Linked DNA regions of Mus musculus: region 2 is linked to region 1. A link is a contact called in public promoter capture Hi-C data. All regions are on one chromosome and are shown on one strand. Each heading gives the region's core, a stretch centred on a gene start, on an enhancer-like site or on the middle of the called end of the contact. The rest is flanking DNA. Distances are from core to core; before and after follow the strand shown. Region 1 holds the start of Nfe2l3 (nuclear factor, erythroid derived 2, like 3). Region 2 holds the start of Snx10 (sorting nexin 10).

Region 1 (4,950 bases), core at 1,601-4,100:
GACTACACAGAGAAACCCTGTCTCAAAAACACCAAAAAAAAAAAAAAAAAAAAAATGCCCTGCTTGCCAAATGTAGTAGCACACACTTTAATCGCAGCCCTGCCCAGCGGCAGAGGTAGATGGATCTGCATCTCACTAAATTCCAGGCTAGCCTAGCCTACATACTGAGTTCCAGGCCAGCTACCCTTCCCCCAACCCCACCCCTCCAAGGGAGGGAGCTTGAGACAGGGTTTCTTTGTATAACCTTGCCTGTCCTGGAACTTACTCTGTAGACCAGACTGGCCTCAAAAATCAATCTGTCTGCCTCTGCTTCCTGAGTGCTGGGACTAAAGGTGTGTGCCACCACTGCCTGGTGGTATCTACCCTTTTAACTAATTAATTAATTAATTAATTAATTAATTAATTAATTTAGTCTTTCTTAGACAAAGGCTTACGTAACCCTGTCTGTGTTTGAACTCTTGCCTGATCCTTCTGCTTTTTCATCCGAGCTCCCGGGGTTGTAGGTGGACAGCAACCACCACATACATCTGTCCAGTTTATGTGCTGCTGGGAAGGAACTCCAGGACTTGGGCTGTGAATATGGCTCACTGGGGAAAGACACTTGCCACCAAAGCTGCTAGCCTGAGTTCAATCCCTGGGAGCTATTACGGTAAGGAGGAAACCAACCCTTGCCATCTGTCAAACCCGGGTTTGTGCATGCTTGTCAGGCACTCTACCAACTGAGCTACATCCCAACCATGGGGGAAATGAAACATTTTGGGGGCACCAACTATGTATAAGGTTCTGAAAGTTGCTACCATGACTGATGGCTCATCTATATTCTTATTTGGTTCACAGCATGTACTAGAGAAACCCATAAGTCACTTACATCACAGTGTTTTAGAACTCAAGTGCCATCCTTGTTTCTAAGAATTTCACAGATTTATATAAAGGGAGGAAGGGAGAGAAGGAGGGGAAGGAGGAGAGAGGGAAGGAGGGAGGGAGGGAGAGGAAAGGAGGAAGAAGGGAGAGCATCTTACGCCCCTAACGAGCTCCAAGCTACTGAGCTCAGGCGTCCCATCTCATATTCTTCGCAATCTCCAACAGCACACGAGGGAGAAAATCAGTCTATAAAAAGCTGAATGTGGCAGACATTTACTGAGCCAAGATCATCCCAGTATCACCCCCATCCCCATAAACGCACCCTCATTCCCAATCACTCAAGACTTAAAGCAGAAACACCTTCTGCCTGGCATGGCAGTACACTTCTTGTCATTCTCATACTAGGGAGGCAGGGGGTTGGAACATATGAGTCCAGCCAGGAATACACATTGAGACATTGTCTCAGAAAACCAAGGACTGGATATGTCTGTAGCTCTGGGCAGTCTATCCCTAGCAACTCCTAAAAACAAAAATCTTTGCTTCTACTTTTGCTGGACAAGATTTGTCATACTAGATAGCCCCTGGGGAGAGAGAAAAGGAGGAAGGGAAAGAGGGAGGGAGGAAAGGAGAGAAGGAGGGAAGAAGAGAGAGGAATGGAAAGAGGGAGGGGAAAAGGGAGGGAGAGACCTCCAGGAAGAAAGAGAGGGAGGGAGGGAAAGAGAGAGAGAGGAAAGGAGAGAAGGAAGAAAGGAGAAAGGGAGGAAGGGAGAGAAGGAAGGGAAGGAGGAGAGAGGGAAGGAGGGAGGGAGGGAGAGGAAAGGAGGAAGAAGGGAGAGCATCTTACAAATTTTCTAAGTTGACAAACCCTAAGTGGGGCTAGGTTCCCCAGGGGGAACCAGGAGGGCTTGGTAAAATCTCCACTTGCAAAGCCCATGTTGGGTACTGTGTAGGTACAAAGGTGAGCCAAACAGGTTCCTGGCCCTCAAGAGTTTACAAGAGTCAAGTCATACTAACCCTCGGCCTCTGTAAACCACAAAGTAGAATAGGCCAAGTGCTGCAATGCTGGCAGCTGGGGAAAGCTCTGTGGGAGAACAGATGGGAGAGAGATTAATCCCATATGCTGAATATTCAGAGGATGGAGCTTTAGGGGGCTACCCCTTAGAAGATGAGGGGGCAACAACCCACAGATAATAGAGTACTTCCTGCCTGTGCTTGATGGTTTGCCCGAATCTCCGGAAAGACACATAAAGTGAAATTTTGCCTAAGTTCAACCTAGAAAGCAGTGTTGGGGCTGGTGGATTTGAACACACACAAGTCCTGTAGAGCTGGTATTCTCAGCCCTCAGGTATGAAGCAAAAATGCCATGAGAGAAGACTAACAATTTGCAAAGTATGTCTAGGGAATAGTGAAGACTCTGTAAAGGTGTAGATATGTGCATGTGTCTATATAATATTCTTTCACTGAAAAGGAGGCTTGGAATCTGTATCGATTCCTGACTTTCGTAGATTTCATCTGATCTCCCTGAATCCCTATTTGGGGTACTATTCTCCTTGTTTTGCCGACAAGGAAACAGAAACACTGATTATTAAGAAACCCTCGCTGTCTGGTGATGGGGGTGCAATCTGAATTTAGGGTCTACTCCTCTTACCCTCCGTGCTGGCCAGTAGTTGCCCACCTGTGACCACTTGTGCTTAGTGCTCAAAACTGGCTACTTTCTCCCTAGTTTAAACATCCTTGTCTCCTCCCAACTTCTCCAACTTTCCTCCACTCCCACCCATAGGTTTTTTCAGCTAGAGTGGTCCAGGTCACTACCACAGGGCTGCCAGGGGCATCTGGGAGCTTTAAATCTGCTTCCATTCCAAAATGCTTTGAAACTCCTCCTATAAAGAGGCCTGGAGCCCAGAACAGATATGAGTGTGTCCCAGGGGCTGTGCCTGCGGCTCGGGGCGGGGCGAAGTTTGAAGGGGGCGGGACTTAACTGTGGGCGTTGCCAGGCAATGGGGCGGGTTCTGAGAGCTGGGTGTTGCAGGTGTCTCCTCCGCCTCTCTGGGTCCCCGGCCGCGCCAGGCACTGTGTGGGCAGCCGAGGGAGCGCCTTTGTGCCTGGCTGGGGTGAGGCTGCAACGGCCCCTTGTACGCCCTGGTCCATTGTCTTTTCGGCTGGTGCCACAGGGGCGGCTGTAGTGCCAAGCCGGGTGGACACAGGCATCCCCGGCGCACCGTGGGAGATGAAGCTCCCGAAGCCTTGGTGGGCGGGCGGCGGCCTCCTGCAACTCACGATTCTGTTGAGCTTGGTAGGGCTCCGTGTGGACCTGGACCTCTTCCTGCCGCCGCCGGCCGCCGCACTTTGGGAAGAGCTGCTCCCACTCTGCCCCACCCGCCCCGCCTCGGCTTCTAACCCCTTCTCGGCTTCGGAAGGCTGGGAACGCACCCCCCTGCTACCTGCCAAAGGCCGGCTGCTGCACGAAGTGCGCGCGCTCGGGGTCCCCTTCATTCCCCGCACCCGCGTGGACGCGTGGCTAGTGCACAGCGTGGCGACTGGGAACGCAGACGGGGCCCACGGGCTGCTCGGCACCGCCGCCTCGTCGGCCGTGGGAGACGGCGGCCAGTCAGCATCCGCGGGCGGCGGGGACCCCCGAGCGGCTCATAGCAGCCCTCTGGCCGCTGAGGAAGAGGAGGAGAAGGCGGCCGAACCGACGGCGCAGGTGCCAGATGCAGGCGGATGCGGGAGCCAGGTAACCTAAAAAAACGCAAGCGAGAAGCACGTCTACGCCCTCCAGGGCAGAAAGAACTGGCCCCGAGCTCTAGGGTCCCGATGACTAGGCAGGGTCACACCCGGGCTCTCTTTTCTCCCTACTCTAGGTAGTTACAGGTTGCGGGACAAATGTGCCCCGCCTCCTTTTGAATGAAGAGGGTGAGTTCTGGGGATTTGCTTTTAGGGAAAGTGTATGAAATCCATTGCGTGCAGAGACCACCCTTCCTTGTGTTTGATGGCTGTGGAGGGTATTTTGGTAATGGGGAAGCTAGAGGGAATGGTGCTGTCTGGACGTGGCCTTTAATCGTACCCCGAATGCATTAAGATGCCTTGATGGGGAACCTGTACCGGAGTAGAGAATATGAAGGAGGCCTCAGCCCCTGAGAAGATGTGCATCTCTCTGAAGAACCACGCACCTAAGCCGAGACACGATCCTTGCCCTGAGTTTAAACGTTTGTGGATGTGTTGTTGTGCTCCTGGACTAAGTAGGCTCGGTGTTCAGTGCAGGTGGTCTCTCTGTGATCTACCATCCCACCCTTGCCTGAGAATACTCCCTAATGGGACGTGTGAAATCCATAATTGACATAAACATGACACGTAGTAAGTTCCCTTTGGTTGCCGGTGCTCCCCTGCAGCTGAACTTTTTGTTTCTAAACAGTTCTGCAAGATCTGTGGGCGAAAACCTCAGGAAAGACCTGGCAACTAAAGCGCTCCTGTCTCCCAGGGGGTGCGGGTGGGGGGGGGGGGGAACTGGCTCCCTTTTAGGCCCAGTGCTTGAGGTTAACTGATGTCAATCCACAAGTGTTTGTAGGAGGTTGTTTTTGTGAAAAGCAGTCTTGTGCAAAATGGGAATTGGAACTAAACTGGTTTGTTTGCGGCTGTTCAAAATCACCGTTTGTGTAGGCAGTTGTCTGACGGGCTCCTCCACCCTTTCTTGGAGGGGTCATTGCGAGAGGTGCTAGTGATTCATTGTTAGGCTGTTCTGATCCCTTCCTCCTCTCTGGGAAGGGAGCTAATAGGGTGGGGGTTAGTGCTAGCGGTGATAGGCCCCTGATGGTTTAGAACTAACAGGAAGCCACTCCCTCTTCCAGTCTATGGATCTGAACTCCCAAGAGGGAAGGGTGTCACCCGAGGAGAGGCATCTCTCATTTTAGGAGAGTACCTGCTACCTCCACACCTTTTCTGGTCCTGCAAAGTGTGACTTTGAAACCCTGGGTGGATTCTGTACGAGGTGGTGCCACACCAGTCTCACAGCCAAATGTCATCCAGCTTGCTAAGTGTACAGACCTTTGAAGGGAATAGAAGATTTTCTCTCTGAAGGCTTCCTTCCTACCA
Region 2 (4,950 bases), core at 522-3,021, 91 kb after region 1:
TGTCCCCAGTGGGTGGTACTGTTTGGGAGGGATTAGAAGGTATGGCCTTTTGGGAGGAGGTGTGTCACTGGGAGTGGGCTTTGAGGTTTCAAAAGCTGACAGCATTGCTAATGAGCTCTCACTGCCTCATGGTTGTGGATCAAGGTGAGCTCCAGTTACTGGTCCAGCAAATGCCCACCTGCCCTCTGCCATTCTCCCATTATGATGGTGTGAAACTGTGAGCTCAATAAACTCATCGTCTTTAAGGTGCCTTGGTCATTGTGTCTTATCACGGTGACAGAAAAGTAACTAAGACAGAAGTTGGTTCCTAATACAACCAAGCTTCAAACATGCTATGATCCTTCTGCCTCCAGCTCCTGAATGCTGAGATTGCACACGTGTTTCAGTCATTACCGTGCTAAATCCATAAATGTTGTAAATCTTAAATGCATTGTCAAACACTGGGCAGAGTGTGCACACCTTTAATCCCAGCACTTGGGAGGCAGAGGCAGGCGGATCTCTGTGAGTTCGAAACCATCCTGGTCTACATAGAGTTCCAGGACAGCTATATATATTAAGACCATGTCTTAAATAAACACAAAACCAAACAAACAAAAACAAAATATAACAAATTCTATTGTCCTCCAATACTGTATACTAACATATTGTAGTTTAAAACCAGCTATTGAGTACTTAAAGTATAAAGTAAATGACTATTCCATTAGGGTGAATTTTTGTAGACATTACTTGAACATAGGTTTGAAATGTGCCCAGATTGCTTAAAACAATACATTAAGATCCTAGGCTTAAGCTGTATAAATATCACATATTCAATTCTCAATCTCCAGGGCTAAATGCTCTCATAGTAAAGTTTTTGTACTTTTTTTTTTTTTGGTTTTTCAAGACAGGGTTTCTCTGTGTATTCTTGGCTGTCCTGGAACTCACTTTGTAGACCAGGCTGGCCTTAAACTCAAAAATCTGTGAGTTCCAAGACAGCCAGGGGTATAAGGAGAAACGCTGTCTCGAAAAACAAACAAACATACAAAAAGCAAAACAAACGATGGTTGCATGTATTATAGTTTGGGTGCAATTTTAGGTCATTAAATACCAATGATGCAAAAAAAAAAAAAAAAAAAAAACAATGATGCAGCACTCAGAGATACGAGTCTAAGATAAGACATTGCATTTTGGCAAGTTTTGTTCAGGAGGTCAGTGTAGCTATGGAATATAGTCATGGACAACTTTTCTAGGAGGATGCTGGATGGTCCAAGATTCGCTGAGTCTTTCTTTTTTGTCCTTAGATTTATTTATTTTATTTTATGACTGTTTTGGCTTCCTGGATGTATGTGCACCACGTGAGTGCTAGGGCAGAAGAGGGTGGTGACTGGAGTTAAAGGCAGTTGTGAGCTACTGTATGGATGCTGGGAGCCAGGTCCTTTGCAAGGGCAAAAAGTGCTCTCAGCCTTGAGCCATGCACACAGGTGGGTGAGAGCCAGCTCAGATGATCTATAGGAACCGGACATATCTTTGGCAGACTCTCATAGCTTTCTCCTCATCGTACATGAAAACACATTTTTTAAAAAGTTACGGAGATATTAAAAATATTGTTATAGCAAACAGTATATGCCCTCCATCGAGATCCTGCTAACATCTAGTCATGCTTGTTTGTTATTGGCTTCTCTCATCTTGATTCCTCACTGCTGGGTAGGGAGAAAGACCCGCTAGCTAGGTGGCCTTTCCTACGTTAAGGCTGGCAGTGGCGGGTGGGGGTGGGGGGCGGCGGCGGGCGCGCAGGGCGGGGCGGGGCGCTGCGTGCGCTGGACGCGGGGCTGCGCTCCTCGGGTTCGCTCTTAGGCGCTCGTCGCCGCCGCGCCTTGAGTCAGCAAACTCCGCCGTGCTCCGGGCCGGGCGTTCAGAACCGCGTGTGAGTAAACTGAGCCTTAGGGAGGGAGTCGGGTGGCGGGCGCCGCGCCTGCCCCGGCACCTGCTCAGCTCGGCTGGGGACGCCGGGGCTGCTGGAGCGAGCAGGTTCTCTCCCCGACCCCCACTTCTTTCCGAATACAAGGCCAGGCACCTTTGAGTTTAGAGGCTGGGAGGGCCAGGGGAGGTTTTTTTTTTTTTTTTTTCTCTTTCATGGGATTGTGGGATTGATGGAAAAGGCCGCGGAGGAAACCCACGCTGATGAGCTGATGATCGGGTTTGCTGAGATTGGGAAGCAACAGCCTGTTTTATCGGTTCTGGACACATCACACTCCTTTGCTAAAATTACAAGTATTGTTAAGGGGATGGTCACGGGATGTCTGCTTCCGCAAAGCACAGGCGCGTGGAGAGCGATGGATCAGAAATTGAGAACACTGATCTCAATTTTCGTGATCTCCATCAACCCTTTTAGTTTGCGACAGGGGAAACCAAGGTCTGCAAGGGTGGAGCAGCATGCACCCGGTGGGAGGGGTGTGTGAAAATCCCTCTCGTCCGGGGAGTGGGCTTGTGGGAGTGGCCGGAAGTGGGCTGGGGGTATTATGGAACTCCTTCAACCAGTGGCCAATCGGGGGGGGGGGGGGAGGGGGGCTTTTCTGGAGGAGGAGAAGGAGGAGGTTAAGTATCCTGGCAACAATCAAGCGTGACTTCGCTTGATTCCTGTCGCTAAGGCAAGGATACAACGGGACAGTCATTCGGGTTGCACCCAACCTCTCCGTGTCTTCCTCCCTTCTGATCCTGGGAATAGGCCCATGGTCTTGAGCATGTCATTAGCAAGCATTTTACCACTGCGCTGCACCCCAGCTCCCGTTTATTTTTAAAGGAGTGGTTGACTGACAGACTGTTTTGAATAGCGATATAAGTGTAGATATATTTAGAAGTGACTGTGTGGAGATGTTCAAGACCTCATTAGCAGTTTCCTCAAGTTATCCAGACCATCCATCCCGGGTTCTGTCAGTGCATTCTTAGCTACAGACACGGGCCTGACTGGCACTGCCCTAAAGAAGGTGTGCCCATGGTGGTGGTGGGGTGGGGTTGCAGCCTTCTGGCCTGCGTGCTTCTTTCTCCACTGCTCTGAACTGTTACCCACTTCCTTTACTTCACTGATGGGAAGACCTTCCGAGTTTGGGGTCTTGAAATAAGCGCCATCATGCTTTCTGTGTTAAAGTGTTTCCTTTGCCACACAGTCCTCATTTCTCTCTCTCTCTTAGTCCAGGCATGGCACTACTTTCATTTTTGAGTTAAGCAATTGGGGAACTAGTTTGTTTTTCCTCTTTTGGTATTGGGGCTGGGATGTAACAACCACCTGAGAATAGGGTCCAGCCTATAAAAGAAGGGCCTTGGCTGAAGTGATGGTGGCCAAGTGGAATGTCCCTTAGATTTTAGGGCTGTTATTTATCACCAAAGGACTTTTTTTTTTTTTTTTGAAATATAATAGGTATGAGTTAACATTTAAGCTCTCTATACCATGTTCCAGCTAGAAGCTATATAGGACATTGTGTTAGCCACAACTTCTGGTTTCAGACCCTTCTGAGTTGAATTCTTGGTGCCCTTGTTTGCTACTTAAGTCATTGCTGGCAGGTCAGGTCAGGCGTGATGGTGCATATCTGTAATCAGGACACTTGGGAGGTGGCAGCAAGAGGATCAGGGGTTTCAGGCCATCCTTATGAGTCCTTGTCTCAAAAATGACAAAACTCTGTCCTGGAGCTCACGATGTAGATCTGGCTTACCTTGAACTAAGAGATCTCCTTGCCTCTGCTTCCCAAGTGCTGCTCTTAAAGGTGTTACCACGCTAGGCCTGAAGCCAGCCCTGAGCCACACGAGAGTCTCCCTCAAAAGTAATGAATTCATCAATAGCAACAATAGTGTCGGATATGGTGGCTCAACACCTGGAGGGTTTCTTTTTTTGAGGCTATGTCTCACGTGGTCCAGCCTGCTCTCTAACTTGCAGTGTGGGAGAGGTTGTTCTTGAACTTTGAGTGCTCCCCCTGAGTGCTCCCCCTGAGTGCTTCCATTACAGACGTGAACTACTATAACCTGTAGTTGAGGGTGGCCTTGAACTCTCAAGTGCTCGGGCTACAGGTGTTGAGCCGCCATATCTGACACTATTATTGTTATTAATTTAATTAATTACTCCTCAGTGCGGAGCTGAGGCTTTGAACCCTCGGTCCTCCTGCCCCTACTTTCCAAGTGCTGGGGTCACAGGCCTGTGCCGCCACCCGATGATTTGAAGGGGTTTTTTTCTAGCAATGGTGACACATGATTTTAATCCCAGCACTTAGAGGCAGGAGGGTATATGAGTTAGAGGTCAGTCAGGTCTATAGAGCTAGCTCAGGAGGGCCAGGGCTACACAGAGAAACCCTTTCTCAGAAACTGAGGGGAAGGCGGGTGGGGTGGGGTGGTGGTGGTGGAGGGCCGGCTGAGGGGAGGTCCGTGGTAGAGCACTTGGCTAGCATAGGTGAGGAACTGGATTGAGCATTGTGTGTTAGTCTCACTAAATCAGATGGCAAATTATAAAGCCAGTTTTATTATTTCCCTCAGCTAACATCTGGGGAAACTAAGGCATCAAGCTATTTATGGCTTCTCCAAACTCAGCTTACAGTTTTAATCAACAAGCAAATGTGCTGCAGGTTTCTATAAAAGGACTCCTGTATGCCAGGCTCTGCCCTTTTAAGCTTTATTTAGTATTGTACTCTGTGTGTGTGCACAGGTGGGTGCTTGCTGTTGTGTACATGTGGGTGCTTGCTGTTGTGTACATGTGGGTGCTTGCTGGTGTGTACATGTGGGTGCTTGCTGGTGTGCACAGGTGGGTGCTTGCCAGGGTGTACATGTGAGTGCTTGCTGGTGTGTGTATGTGGGTGCTTGCTGTTGTGTACATGTGGGTGCTTGCTGGTGTGTATATGTGGGTGCTTGCTGGTGTGTATATGTGAGTGCTTGCTGGTGTGTATATGTGGGTGCTTGCTGGTGTGTATATGTGGGTGCTTGCTGGTGTGT

Evidence for each region. Capture Hi-C pulls out chosen DNA fragments and counts their contacts.
Region 2: a promoter capture Hi-C map of adipose tissue shows a contact between it and region 1. The contact joins the promoter of Snx10 here to the promoter of Nfe2l3 in region 1. A contact is called at or near these places in 4 of 39 promoter capture datasets (the 3T3-L1 cell line, hematopoietic stem and progenitor cells, macrophages and 1 more), 5 of 484 Hi-C or Micro-C datasets (the G1E-ER4 cell line, Th17 cells, group 2 innate lymphoid cells and 1 more), 4 of 115 datasets of contacts at active chromatin or transcription factors (cardiomyocytes, embryonic stem cells, microglia and 1 more) and 3 of 9 other capture datasets (adipose tissue, liver and pancreatic islet).

The regions. Positions count from the first base shown.
Region 1 is chr6:51,429,819-51,434,768 of GRCm38.p6, forward strand. Nfe2l3 (nuclear factor, erythroid derived 2, like 3) reads left to right here and starts at 2,851. Exons shown (of 4, transcript NM_010903.2): 1 at 2,851-3,595. The coding sequence starts at 3,089.
Region 2 is chr6:51,522,132-51,527,081 of GRCm38.p6, forward strand. It overlaps Snx10 (sorting nexin 10), which reads left to right and starts at 1,772. Exons shown (of 7, transcript NM_001127349.1): 1 at 1,772-1,903.